Linked DNA regions of Mus musculus: all the other regions are linked to region 1. The links are chromatin contacts, called in public Hi-C maps. All regions are on one chromosome and are shown on one strand. Each heading gives the region's core, a stretch centred on a gene start, on an enhancer-like site or on the middle of the called end of the contact. The rest is flanking DNA. Distances are from core to core; before and after follow the strand shown.

Evidence for each region. A called contact is a pair of places that touch in the nucleus more often than the background predicts.
Region 2: a contact with region 1 is called in a Hi-C map of cerebellum, with 1.7 times the contacts expected there. The contact joins two enhancer-like sites. A contact is called at or near these places in 2 of 484 Hi-C or Micro-C datasets (cerebellar granule neurons and cerebellum), 1 of 115 datasets of contacts at active chromatin or transcription factors (embryonic forebrain) and 1 of 9 other capture datasets (adipose tissue).
Region 3: a contact with region 1 is called in a Hi-C map of cerebellum, with 2.1 times the contacts expected there. The contact joins the promoter of Snapc3 here to the enhancer-like site in region 1. A contact is called at or near these places in 2 of 39 promoter capture datasets (both in the 3T3-L1 cell line), 9 of 484 Hi-C or Micro-C datasets (the Ba/F3 cell line, the C2C12 cell line, the N1E-115 cell line and 6 more) and 3 of 115 datasets of contacts at active chromatin or transcription factors (bone marrow-derived macrophages, forebrain and large pre-B cells).

What each region holds. Positions count from the first base shown.
Region 1 is chr4:82,943,481-82,947,699 of GRCm38.p6, forward strand. All of the region lies in intron 24 of Frem1 (Fras1 related extracellular matrix protein 1), which reads right to left. Among named protein-coding and RNA genes, the nearest start is that of Gm33260, 22 kb to the left of the region's middle. Within about 2 kb of position 2,856, at least 33 of the 459 cell types and tissues checked have an H3K27ac peak or open chromatin away from gene starts, as enhancers often do. A contact at or near this core is called in cerebellar granule neurons, cerebellum, cerebral cortex and 2 more, where this site is marked.
Region 2 is chr4:83,230,156-83,234,567 of GRCm38.p6, forward strand. It overlaps Ttc39b (tetratricopeptide repeat domain 39B), which reads right to left. Exons shown (of 20, transcript NM_027238.2): 18 at 2,556-2,673; 19 at 253-369. Among named protein-coding and RNA genes, the nearest start is that of Gm46887, 46 kb to the left of the region's middle. Within about 2 kb of position 3,131, at least 74 of the 459 cell types and tissues checked have an H3K27ac peak or open chromatin away from gene starts, as enhancers often do. A contact at or near this core is called in cerebellar granule neurons and cerebellum, where this site is marked.
Region 3 is chr4:83,416,193-83,420,434 of GRCm38.p6, forward strand. It overlaps Snapc3 (small nuclear RNA activating complex, polypeptide 3), which reads left to right and starts at 1,532. Exons shown (of 9, transcript NM_029949.4): 1 at 1,532-1,862; 2 at 2,514-2,591. The coding sequence starts at 1,561.

The DNA of each region.
Region 1 (4,219 bases), core at 1,606-4,105:
ATGCTGCTATTACGGCTGGTTTGGTCTTAACGCATTCAGTCACAGCTGCTGTGAGTGCATCTCTGCAATGGACCTGTCGTGTCTGGCAAATAATGTTTTCCTGCTGTCTTCCCACCACTGCTGGCTCTCACCATCTTTCTGCCCCATGCTGTGATGATGAGGCCTAAGCCATAGGGTGAGGGGGATGATATCAATATCCAGATATCACTCGGAATTGAGCACTCTATGGTCCTTTGTTTGCTACACATGGATCAGTTGTGGATCTGTGGGAATCACCGTTTACTAGGCTGGGTGGGGGTCTCTGATGAGGACTGAAAGATACACTCATTGTCTCTTCTGCCACTTCTTAAGTGAAATGGTTTCCTGTTTCCTAACAGATCCCATATAAAATGTGCTTTTTGAGGAAGTTTAAATCAGTTGTCAGTAATAAGATGAGAACTTAGGGTACAATTTACTACTATGTCCATTTAGTATTAAGTTTTTCCCTAGGGCCTATGACCCTGCTAGCCATGATTTTGGACTCCACTAATTGTACTGAGCACTAATTCTATCTTATGAAGTGGGACTTAAATCCAACCAGAAAGCAGCTGGTTACTACCATGACATTAGTGCCACTGTTGTGCCCATGGACAGATCTTTCCAGGCCAGGTGTTATTATAGCTCTCAAGTTCAGGGAATCCTAAAGATTTTGAGGTTTTAATTAGCTAGCCACAAAGACTGTCTTCAAGGAAAATAAGATGTGACACATAGAATAGCAATTGGTGTTCCCAACGTTGAAATAGCTAAATGGAATAAAGTTTAAAACTTTCACATATCCCTAATCTAAGTTTGTAAACAATGTGATTTTCCCGGGAGCATTGGTATGCACAGTTTGAAGAAAGATACTGAATTGTTCTGGAAATTATATATATATATATATATATATATATATATATATATATAAAATCAGCAATCATATTTTCTCTGATGTATAAGTTCTATACAAATTGGAAATTTTCTTTGGCTGAACATGAAGTATCATCAGATAATTTTGATGAAAAAAATCAAGTGCACTTAAAGAGCTATGTGTGTGTTCTTCAGACTTTGTGGACAGCGTCGAAGTGACCTCAGAGTGGGGAAGCACTCTGAGGGGCAGCACTTGGCTCTGTCTCTGGCAAGGATCTTCACAGGACTGACTTCATTCTCTTCTTCCCTGTGATATCAGCACAGGCTCCCCTCTTGTAGCTCTATCTAGTGACCCGAAGTGACACATGAAAGAAGTGAGACGCTCGTGTGTGCTCACGAACACACACACACACACACACACACACACACACACACACACACATCTCCAAGGCCTCTTCTCCCATTTACATCTCTGACATACGCTTCACACTGTCCATCCTGCCCAAACCTCTTCTCAAATGAAGTGACTCTCTGTCCCCTACCACATCCCAACATCAAATGTGCTTTCTGGGGGAGTTTAAATTAGTTATCAGGAACTCAGCAGCCATGTAGGCTAAAAGGCATGCCATTTTATAATTTTATAATTTATAATTTTATAATTTTCTTAAACTTTATTTCATGTGTACGTGTGTGTCCCTGTGGAGTGTGCACCCTTGTGTATGCAGGTGCATGTGTGTGTTTGTGTGTGCATGTGTATGTGTGTGTACATGTGTGTAGGCCAGGGGTTGACATCAGGTGTCTCCCTTGATTGCTCTTATGGTTGTTTGTTTGTTTGTTGATGTGGTCTTTTACTGAATCTGGACCTCATGAGTTCGGCAGCAGTGGGCAAAGAGTGAGCCCTAGGAATGTGCCTGTGTCTACCTCCTTGGTTCTTGGTTCTGGGGTTACGGATGTGTGCCAACACCCTTGCATGGCAAGCATTCTACCAGCTAAGCCATCTCCTCACCCTCATGATCTGCATTTTTAATATTAGCCTTACTTGTAGAGTTAAAGAATTTGTGCCTCTATTAAAAGGCTGTCAAATATCAGCTAACAAGGAAGAAGAAATTAAAAGGAAGTGAGACAAATCAAGAGCTAGTGTGAGCCCAGGTGACTAGCTGGATGTTCCAAGGTGGCCATTTTTAATATCTGACCGGAGACTCAGTCCTTTGAAAACAGGTCTTTCAAGCTCAGTGTCAGGGCCACACACGACCTCTTAGAGGACACTGAAATCGTCTCCTGACCCATCCTGTCCTTCCCACACCCCTCCCCGCCTGATGCTGGGGAATCTGACCACCTGGGAAATAGGCAATGTGCCATGTGACAGATGGGAATGAGGGTGATCAGGCCAGGGACCATGGAAGAGTAAGAAATACATTTACTGAGGCCAGTGCTCCCAGCTGGGACACTGAAGCAGCTGTCTGCATTGACCTAAAGCTAATAAGTCAGGGATGAAAAAAGATGTGATTTCTAAACATGACTGGATCAAATGCACCATCCCACTTTTGTGAGTAATGATGAAAGCTACTCACTGGCAGAGAAGCCTCCACTAGGGTGAGAGACAGAGCGAATGGTTCTGCTTGGATTCCCATCAGAATAAAGCTAGCACAGTCACAAAACAAGGTCAGCAGAACTCCTGCCCGCAAAATGGAAGCAAAGAGAGAGACTCACCCGTGTGCCTGCCTTCACAACCCTGCAAACATATTCTGAAAGTCAGTGGTGTCCACCCTGAGGTGAGGAGGGCTGCCGTGCGGAGCATTAGCTCTGTTCGCAGGTCCATTTTGTTTGATTTCCCTTGTTACTCCCTCCTTCCATTCCCTCCCAGCCCCCTGAAAAAGGATGCAGCCAGAATGACCAGCACTCTCAGAAAATTTGGGGGATGACTTCAGGTTTGTCTAGGGGTGTCTGCCTGGTCTGATTTTACCATTACCACAATGCTGTCAAGCTTTCTGCATTTCCTGGCAATAGAGTTGGCTGAAGAATCTACCATCTGTCATGGCATTTAAAAGATAAAAATGGAGTCATAAATAGTGCCAGCTCCTCAGGAAAAAAAAAAAAAAAAGTCCAGCCGGCATGTCAAAATGGAGGATATTAACATGTTCTTTCAGAACCCAGCCGCCAGCAGCTGAAGTCAGCTTGCTAATCGCTCCATGTCATCTGTCCTAGAGTGGGCTGCCAAATCTCTCTTCCAGGCCAGCAGCACCAAACAATGCGGGGGAAATTTATGATTCACAAAATATTTTTGCAGAAGGTAAAATTCAACCATTAAACCCTATTTAATTAATGCTGCCACATCCTACATTAAAAAAGAGAAAGAGGGAAAATTCTCTACCATAGAATTCATCTCTTTTACCCAGCCAAATTCCGTGCCAAATTTAACAGCAAGCAACATAAATTTGGGTGATTAGATTGGTTGCATATATTTAATTTTTAAAACGCACCATGATCACACTTTCATTAAAACAGGCACTCGGCTTTGGTTTAGAGCCACCTGACAAACAACACGGCAGCTCTTGATTGGGTGAGCGAAATGACAAGATTAAAATGTGGATCTCGGGCAGATGCGAGGCTCTTCCATTATAAATATGTAAAACTGCTGGCCCCAGATCAGAATGACACATTGAAGGGCTTCCTTCGCACAAACAGAGTCTCCACTAATTTTTGCTAAGATAAAGGTATAGTGCAAAGAATACTTCTTTTGTAATAAACTCTCAGTTCCCAAGGAAGTCCTGATGCACAGTTGTTACGTCAATTGGGCAATGCCTTTGTCTCTCAAATTTAGGATTCTGTGCACAAACTGGTAACAATCGCATCTCTCTCAAAATGGTGGCTAGAGGCTTGGAAGAAAGACATACAGAGTGTCTAGTGCCCTGACCAAGGTAACAACGTGGATATTTGGACAAGAGGAGCTTCCCCACAAACTTCTGCTGAAGAAACCCAGTATGTAAAATCAAACAGAAAACAGAATATCAAGAAACAAAATGAAGTGAAGGTCCAGTTAGTACGTTGAGGTGAGGACCCATGAGCCCCCTAGTTCCCTTTGTCTACAGGAGGGCCTGGCAGGGCTTCTGGAAATTTTCATGCAGGCTCAAGAAGACACACTCAGAGCAGTGGATTAGGCCAGCTCACTGATGCTGGTCCTGAGGCATCCGTGATCAGATTCTTGGGGAGTGCCTTTCAAAAGACAGATTTCCAGCTGAGATTGGAGTTGCCAAAACTGGCATGAGGTCCAAGAATTTGGGATATGTAATGCTCCCACATGTGGTGCTCCCACGTGTGGTGCTCCCATGTGTAG
Region 2 (4,412 bases), core at 1,881-4,380, 290 kb after region 1:
ACAGAAGACAATATGCTGAAGCTGGTCAGTTAGCTAGGTGCACACAATCACATCTGCAGGTAGCCACAGAGCAGTGGACTAAGGCAGGAAATAGCACAACTCCAGCAAAAGCCCACAGCCTAAATTAGCAAAAGCAACCGTGCTGAACCTGCATTGGCTCACTGGCCTTAAGGAATCAGTCACTGCTGCTGTTGCAATAGCACTGATGTCTCCCACTTCAAGGCCACAGGGCAAGTTACCTTCAGGACTCACCTTGCAGTTTCTAGGACCTTGATGGCCTTGTCAATTTCCCCTTGGCTTTTATACAAAAATGCCAACTCAAACAGCGTAAATGGCACCAGATAGTGGTCGTACTTCAATAGTTTTTCACTAAAAGAGCAAATGAAAATCAATTAAGTCTTAAAAGAACACAAAAGGCATCACCTCAGACGCACATCACTCTTCATTTCCCAGACAACATCGAGACTGCCATCGGAGGAAGGATGCTGCCTCACAGATACGAGGCCTCACAACATATGGAAGGAAGTGCACAACACTAATCTTCTGTTCCTTAGGTAAGGCCAGCACTGGCACCACACACACAACCTCTCAGGGCAACCGATACACACAGACCTTCAATAAGATGAACCCAGAGTTGACAAGATCATCTTCAGGAGCATGTGATTCTAAATGTAGGAGTAAGGAACTTGCACTGGTTTATGTGTTTAATTAAGCATCAATTCCCTTCATACTTGGTCTTAGAATTCTTCAAAATGTCAGTGACTGGGTGGCTAGTAGTCTTGTTTCAGCATCATTATGAAAACTAGAAGCCCAGGAAAAAGGTTGAGTTAACAACAGTGTTTTAAATCTAGAGCGAACTGTTTCTGTAGTTCAAACTATAATGGATTTTTTCACTTTTGGTGGCAGATACATGCATACAAATATACTCATTATCAAAAATACAAAATGTGGGCTGAAGAGATGGCTCAGCAGTTAGGAGCACTGCCTGCTCTTCCAGAGCTCCTGAGTTCAATTTCCAGAAACCACATGGTGGCTCACAACCATCTGTAATGGGATCTGACGCCCCTCTTCTGGTGTGTCTGAAGAGAGCTACAGTGTACTTGAATACATAAAATAAATAAGTCTTTTTTTAAAAGTACAAAATGCAATGTGATACTCTACAGTTTCCATTCTGAATGGCTACTCTGTTTGCTGACTTGTCTAATTCTGTGTCAGATTAATTTCAGTTTATCAGGCTATAACCAAAACTAGTCTCAAAGAAGTAAGAGGAGACAGTTGTGTGGAAGGAGACATGGTTATGCAGAGACCTAAGACTTGTGTCTTGGTGGCCATGAAGAAGATGAAGCCCTAAACCCACAGACAGCAGGTGGCTGGACCTTCAGCTTGGAAAAGAGGATGCATCTTTTGGAGAGAGTATGGACCAGAAGAAACTCTCTTGCTGGCAAGGGACAAGACAGATGACCTTTTGCCTATACTTCTGGCATGAAGAAAAAACAAAAAGCATATCTCTTTGGAAATTAACCATCAAGAGGCCAGTCCTCACGGAAACTTGCATTTCAAATGTCCCTTGCTCTAGAGTTCCAAGAACTGTGCTGAACAATGATATTAACACAAAAGTGGCTTGCGCAGAAGCCGAGGTGGGTGGTGTAGGAGGTCTCCTCTTCAACTTAACCCCACCTAAGGTGACTGCACAATTCAAACATTGTAAACCACACCAGTCAATGATTCCCTGTGAAATTCAGCAAGTGGCCGGCCCTTGAACATTAGGAAAATGCCAATAAACTAGAGCTGCGAATACACCAAATTACCTTATTGGGGAACAAGATTCCGTGTCCTACATTCTCATAAATACTGTCATGAGGGAGGAGTCCAAGTGGCTGTTAATGGGAAGGCACGTGACCTGGGAAAGAAGGCATCAGGTGGCACACTGAATGGCCTCTATCTTTTTGGCTTGCAGTCTTTTCAAAAATATTGAACAAAATATTTAAAACCCAGGAGACCTGACATTAGATGCAGTTTTCAGGTTCTTTATGAAAAGAAGTAGGGAGCCCTGCTCCTGGGCCCACACTGTGCAGAGTGAGTAGTCACAGCCATTAGAACACAGTGGTCACCAGTTTACTGACAGGCAGTCACCCTTGCTCCAACTCTCTGAAAAGTATCAGGACAGTACTGTCATTGCTGTAAAACAAAGATCACCATACACAGAAGAAATGTCCTGTGGGAAAAAACAAGGAGCAGTATTTTCACCTCTCTTCCCTGCCAAATCACCATCTCTCTCTCACACACACACACACACACACACACACACACACCCCACAGGAAGTGATAGAGACCAAGTGAGTTTGAGAGCCTCAGTAGTTTACAGCCAACGCTTAGCGACTGTCAGCCTGGCTCTAAGTTTACATTTAGCAGTCATCTTTAAGCAGTGAGTGGAAATAACGTAAAGCCATATTCCAAACAAACCGCAGATCTGTTCATGAGGTTAAAGGCTCGGGGCACCCCTTTGTCCCACAGATTCCCCTGAAGCCACCACCTGTCCTCGGGCTGCCTCTTACCTTTCCACAACGTGGTTGAAACACAGCTCAGCTTGCAAGGGCCGCTCCAAGTTCTTGAGGCAGCATCCTTTCAGTAATTTCACCAAGCATTCATCATCCACAGAGTAGTCAGTAAAGTCTTAAAACAAGAAGCATAGACGGAAGGGGGAAAGCTCATTGTTTGCATGGTGTCTGCGATGGATGCTAGAGCCCCATCTTTACGAGGCAGACACTCTGGGCTGCCCTGCACCTCCAGTCCAAAAATGCTTTCAAAAAACTCCGAACTGAGAGGAAAACTAACTGATGTTGGGCTTTAAGGGGACCATTCACAAACACGTTTGTTAACTCACGACACACTGCAAACCCTTGCTGAGAAGAGCATTGAACTCTCTCAATCACCAGCATTTCTTACGCTGTGTTCACAGGCAGAGTTTTCAGGTGGTCATCCTGAATCCTGTGGCCTTAGCTACGACAGGAAATCTGAACTCTACATAAAGAATGAGCTCCATTAATTCTCTCAGAGGTGAAGGGAGGAGCCAGGCTGTCTCCTCCTGTGGTTTTGGCTTCTAACTCTGCTGGCACCCGTGCAGGAGAGGATAGCGCTTCCATATGGAGAAGCAGATGGCCTCCCACCCGTTCAAAATGCAGGAAGCAGAAACCTCTCTTCCAGATCATTATGTTTACAACCTAGCAGTTCTCCCAGGTTATGTTCTTTTGGGGGGAAGTTATGCCGTGAAATGGTTCCGAAACGTGGGCGAGGCACCCCAAGCCCCCACGAACCCCCATGCTCCTAGAATGTCAGGGCCTTCCTTCCCCACCCGGACCCCTGTCTCCAGCTCAGTTTGGGCGTATGAGGCAGAGTGAGTCGCATCGAATGGGGCGGTGGCTGTGTGACAAAGGTAGCCATGCCATGCGCTCCATGCGTGAGGGCTTTCCTGCTTTTTTTCTTTTGCGGGTGACATGTGAAGAAGCTATTCCAAGACAGACTGCTAATTTACACGTCTCAGGCTGTGACAGTGTGGAGGGGTGGTGAAGGGAACTGAGCAGACTCTGAACGTCCCCAGATTGAAAGGCTCATGCTTCAGGGTCAAGGCTCAGACCTCACCAGTGACATGTGCTGGTGTTTCAGCTTATAAAGCCCTCACCTATTAGAGGTTAACAGTGCCACTCACCCAGCTAGAAGGGGCTCACTTCACTTCTAAGTGTTTAAACATTTGAGATTCACTTCTAACTATCAAGTGCTGACACGTCACTAGAAAGCCCACGGATGCCAACACCTCTAACCTTTCCCACTACTTAGAGCTACCTTTCCCTACACCCAACCCATGCTTCTCTCAGAGATGTCTACGAAAAGGTCAGTCGGCCCTTAGCCCAAAGCCTTAAGACCCACACAGGACACTGGATTTTAGTGTCACTGCTGTGTATCCTATTGAACTTTGAGAAGTAGTTTTCTGACAGTTTGTGTCGTGACAACATCTGCTTGCTCAGTGAATTATGGTTTTTGAGGTGCCACAGACAACTACCATTGAAAAACCAGTAAAGTCACTCTGTGGGGATCTTAAGTTAGCAATTTGACAGAGGGGTTTATATCCCACATCCGACACAAACCTCAGAAGCAAAACCACAGACTCCTCTGACCATAGTACACTGTCGTCACATGATCACTCCCTGTCATGATTCAAAGTCTCATGAAAGAGGAAGATTTCAATAGTTTCCATCTTCAATTGGAATTTAAAAATATATATATATCACTGCAACAAGACAGGCGATACGGCTTTGCCGGTGAAGGCGACTGCCACTAAGGGTGATGACCTGGGTTTGATCCCAAGGACCCACATGGTAGAAGAAAAGTACCAGTGTCACAAATGTCCTCTGACA
Region 3 (4,242 bases), core at 282-2,781, 470 kb after region 1:
CCCATATTGTCTGTGCACTATTGCATGCCTGGTACCCAAAGAGGTCAGAAGAGGCCCTGGAACTGGAGTTATAGACCACTGAGAACTGCCACACGGGTGCTGGGAACCGAACCCAGGTCCTCTGGAAGAGAAGCTGAAGCTCTTTAGCCACTGAGAGACATCTCTCCAGTCCTGCTTGTTGTTTAGGAGACAGGAATTCCTGTATCCCAGGCTTGCTTCAAACTCCCTCTGAAGGTGATTATGACCTTGAACTTCTGGTCCTCCTGCCTCTCCCTTGCAAGTGCTGGGATTATTGATCCCAGGACTTCATGCATGTGAGCCAAGTATTTTATCAGTTGAGCTGCAGCCCAGTCCATCCAATGAGTTTCAATAAATAAAATATATAATATCCATGCAATACAATTAAATTCAACCAAAAAGGGGGGGGGGATGAAGTACTGAAATTTGCTGCAAAGTAAAAATATTGTACAATATTATAGAAACCTATTGTAAAGGTCATATATGATTACATTTATATTACATGTAGAAAATAAACTGGGTGTGGTGGGACATACCTTTAATCCCAGGACTCAGGAGGCAGAAGCGGCTGTGAATTCAAGGCTAGACTGTTCTACGTAGTGATATCCTATTTCAAAAAGCCCAGATAGCAAACCTTTACAGACGTAAAGCCTGAAAAGTGTTGGCTAAAGTTGGAAGGATTGGGAGTCATAACTAAAAGCAACCTTTTCACGAGTGGTGAAAATGTTCTTAAACTAATGGTTGCCCCATTGTGAATATACTAAAAGCCACTAAAGGAATAGTTCCAATGGCTGAATTATACAACATGTGTCACAGGACAATCATACAAGCCAGGGATTGTTCAGCACACCCTGCTATGATATTTGGAACAGCTGAGCGATGGCCAAGCTTCAGAAACATCTAGGCTCACTGGGTTTCAAGCTACTTCCATTTCCTAGTTTACCGGTTTACTCCTTTAACAATCACATTCGGCTCTCTCCCCGGAAAAGTGGTGACTTTTCAAAATATATACATATGGCTAAGAATGAATTTGTGTGTTGCATAGCCGACGTTCGATAAGCTCTATCGTGCAGGTAGGTATACAAAGGCACGCATACAAACACACACCGTGCCTTTCAGAAGATTCTGGACGAACCAGTCTCAGTGCCCCTTGTCCTTCAGGATTCTCTCTAGGATAGGAGGAACCGCAGAGCAGCTCGCAAAACCAGTGGACAAAAGTCCCGCCCCTACGAACCAGATTTGAGAAAACTATGAGATGGGGACCCAATGATTGAGTCTTTAGGTAATTGTGGGTCCCAATACCAGATCAGCTCGGAACACAGCGAGCCGCACAGCCCTCGGACAAGTCCAGAGAACAATGCATCCAGCCCGGCCCACAGCGACCGAGCCGCGCCCAGGCGGTAGCCAGCCTGCTGGGAAATGTAGTTTCTGAAGCACAGCTCGCGCAACCGCCCGCCACCCCGGAGCTCTGCAAAACTACAAATCCCGTCACGCCCCGCGACGCCCTCTCGCCAGCTTTTGCCGGAAGGGATCGTGGCTGACATGGCGGAGGACCTGCAGGGCGGCGGTGCGGGTGGCCCACAGCACCCAGTCCCCAGTGCGAGCCACAGCAGCTTTCCGGAATACGAGCTTCCCGAGTTGCACACGCGCGTGTTCCATGTGGGCTCCTTTGGGGAGCTATGGCGTGGCCGGCTAGGGGCCCAGGATTTGTCGCTGAGCGAACCGCAGGCAGCCGAGCAGCCGACCGACGGAGGGGCATCCAACGACGGCTTTGAGGATGCTGCAGTAGCCAGCGATCTGGGCTGCAGTCTGGAGGCAGCAGCAGAGCTGAGGGTCGTGTGCGGGTGAGTGTGCGGCTTCGGGGTTTTGCGTGGATCCCGCAGGGCTCAGCCTCGTCCCTGCGCTTCTCGGAGACCCTTAACCTTCGTCCCCCTAAACCCTTTCCGGAAGGCCGGAAGAGATCCTTGGGTCCAAAAGCACTTTCCTGAGGGGTGGATCCAGTAACGGGACACTACAAATGCACGAAAGACTTCTATTCTTGATCTTTAAAGTGCTTGTTGAAGTAACAGCGGTATATATCTGTCATTGATATTTGGACAATGGAAGTACCTGAGGATGGAGGAGACTTAAACAGAGCCGGGTTGAAACCTTTATTAACCGTGGTTTCTAGCGGTCCTCATGAAAATGTTATTACTAAAATTTCCCTAAAAGTTTCTTACCTGGAAATAGAAATACAAAAACTAACTTGTAGCGGTCCTTCTCCTTTTGACAGTACTGGCTGTCCTCAAATGAACATACACCCTTTTCGGTATAACACTGGCACAAAAACCATTGTCTTGAATTCTGGCCTCTTTTGAGCTGCCTGCTGGATTTCATAAGACTTAATTATTCAATGATGTATTTAGGACAAGCTCTGACCCGCTGTTGAAAAATGCATGGCTGATCATAAATCGTTGCTTTTCCTTTCTCCCTTTCCCAACCTCCCTTTCTCTAAGCCTTGATAAACTGAGATGCCTCGGGGAAGATGAAGACCCGGAAGTCATCCCAGAGAACACTGACCTAGTGACTTTATGGTATGAGTTTTGTTTTGTTATATGCTATTTGTTTTGGTGCTGGAGATGAAACACGACCTACCACTAAACTACAGTTAGTCTTTCTGCTGTTTATCTGAACACTCTGAATGTTTTACTCCACCACTTAAAATTCAACCATTAGTTTGGTGTCCTGGCTTTTGGCTGTAATCCCAGCCCTCGGGAGGCTGAGTCAAAACTGATGTAAGTTAGAGGTTAGCCTTAGCTACCTAGTGAGTTCAATGATAATTGATGACTGGTTGTTGTTGTGGTGGTGGTTGTTGTTGTTTTAAACATTTGGACATCCTTTCTTTGGCTCTGTGGCTCTGTGGCTCTGTGGCTCTGTGGCTCTGTGGCTATGGGATACAGTTGTGTGTGTTTCCCCAGGCTCTTCCATTCAGTAAATCACAGATACTGTGCTAATTTACCCATCAGTTACGTAGCTCCAAAAGAAGTACCATTCTGTAATTTGGGATTAGGGTGATATTTTTTTTTTTTTAAGATTTATTTAATGTATATGCGTACACTGTCACTGTCTTCAGACACACCAGAAGAGGGCATCAGATCCCATTACAGATGGCTGTGAGCCGCTATGTGGTTGCTGGAAATTGAACTCAGGACCTCTGGAAGAGCAGTCAGTGCTCTTAACCACTGAGCCATCTCTACAGCCCCAGGGTGATATTCTTACATCTAAAGAAAAACATTAAGAACACAAAATCCCTAATATCCACTACATATTTGAATTTGCATTGATTTTTTAATGTAGACTTTATCTACTTAGATTTGTAATGCAAGCTTAAATACTCAGATAGTGTGTCCCAAAATACCGGTGATAAGGAAGGAATTGGTGACCTACACCTTTAATCCCAGGGAGGCAGGAACAGGCCGATCTCTGAATTTGAGGCCAGCCTGGTCTACATAGATCTCTGAGTTCCAGGCCAGGCAGGGCTATATGATGTCTGAAAAAAAGAAACAAGCACCGTTATTTTGCTTCTTAATTTTTAATCTTCAATGGAGCCATTTTATTTGTAAAATACTATAAAAATCAATTCCTAATCCTGGGGCGGTGGCTAAGCACTCAGGAAGGCTGAGCTAAACCCATCGCCATGAAGTCAAGGCCAGACTAAGTTCCCGGCCAGCTTGAATTAAATGTGAGATCCTGTCTCAAATATAATAAAATAATAATAATCCCTTCTTAAATGTAATAATAACAATAAATTACTAAAGAGGAAAAATTAAACCAGAATGCTAACATAATAAGTCCAATTTTTATTGCAAAATTTAGACATAAAAATGCTGTCAACTTGTAAAAGTTTCTAAATGCCTACTTTCATTTTGCAGATTGCTTATCACTTATTACAGATCCATTTTAGCCTGCTTACTTAACACATTTTGAGCACTGTTACTCAATGATGTATAATATTAGAAATTTATTACTTCTGGTTTGTAGCCCACTAATTTAAACAGCCTCAACTGTGTTCTGTCATTCCTGAGTCCTTTTGTTATTCCCATCAAATATTTGTAGGGAGGAGGTGTGTTTGTATATGTTTGTGTTTGTATATATTTCTGTGTATTTATGTATTCATGTTTTGACTGTGTGTTTATGTATGTATTTGTGTATTCATGTTTTGTTTGTGTGTGTATGTGTTCAGGT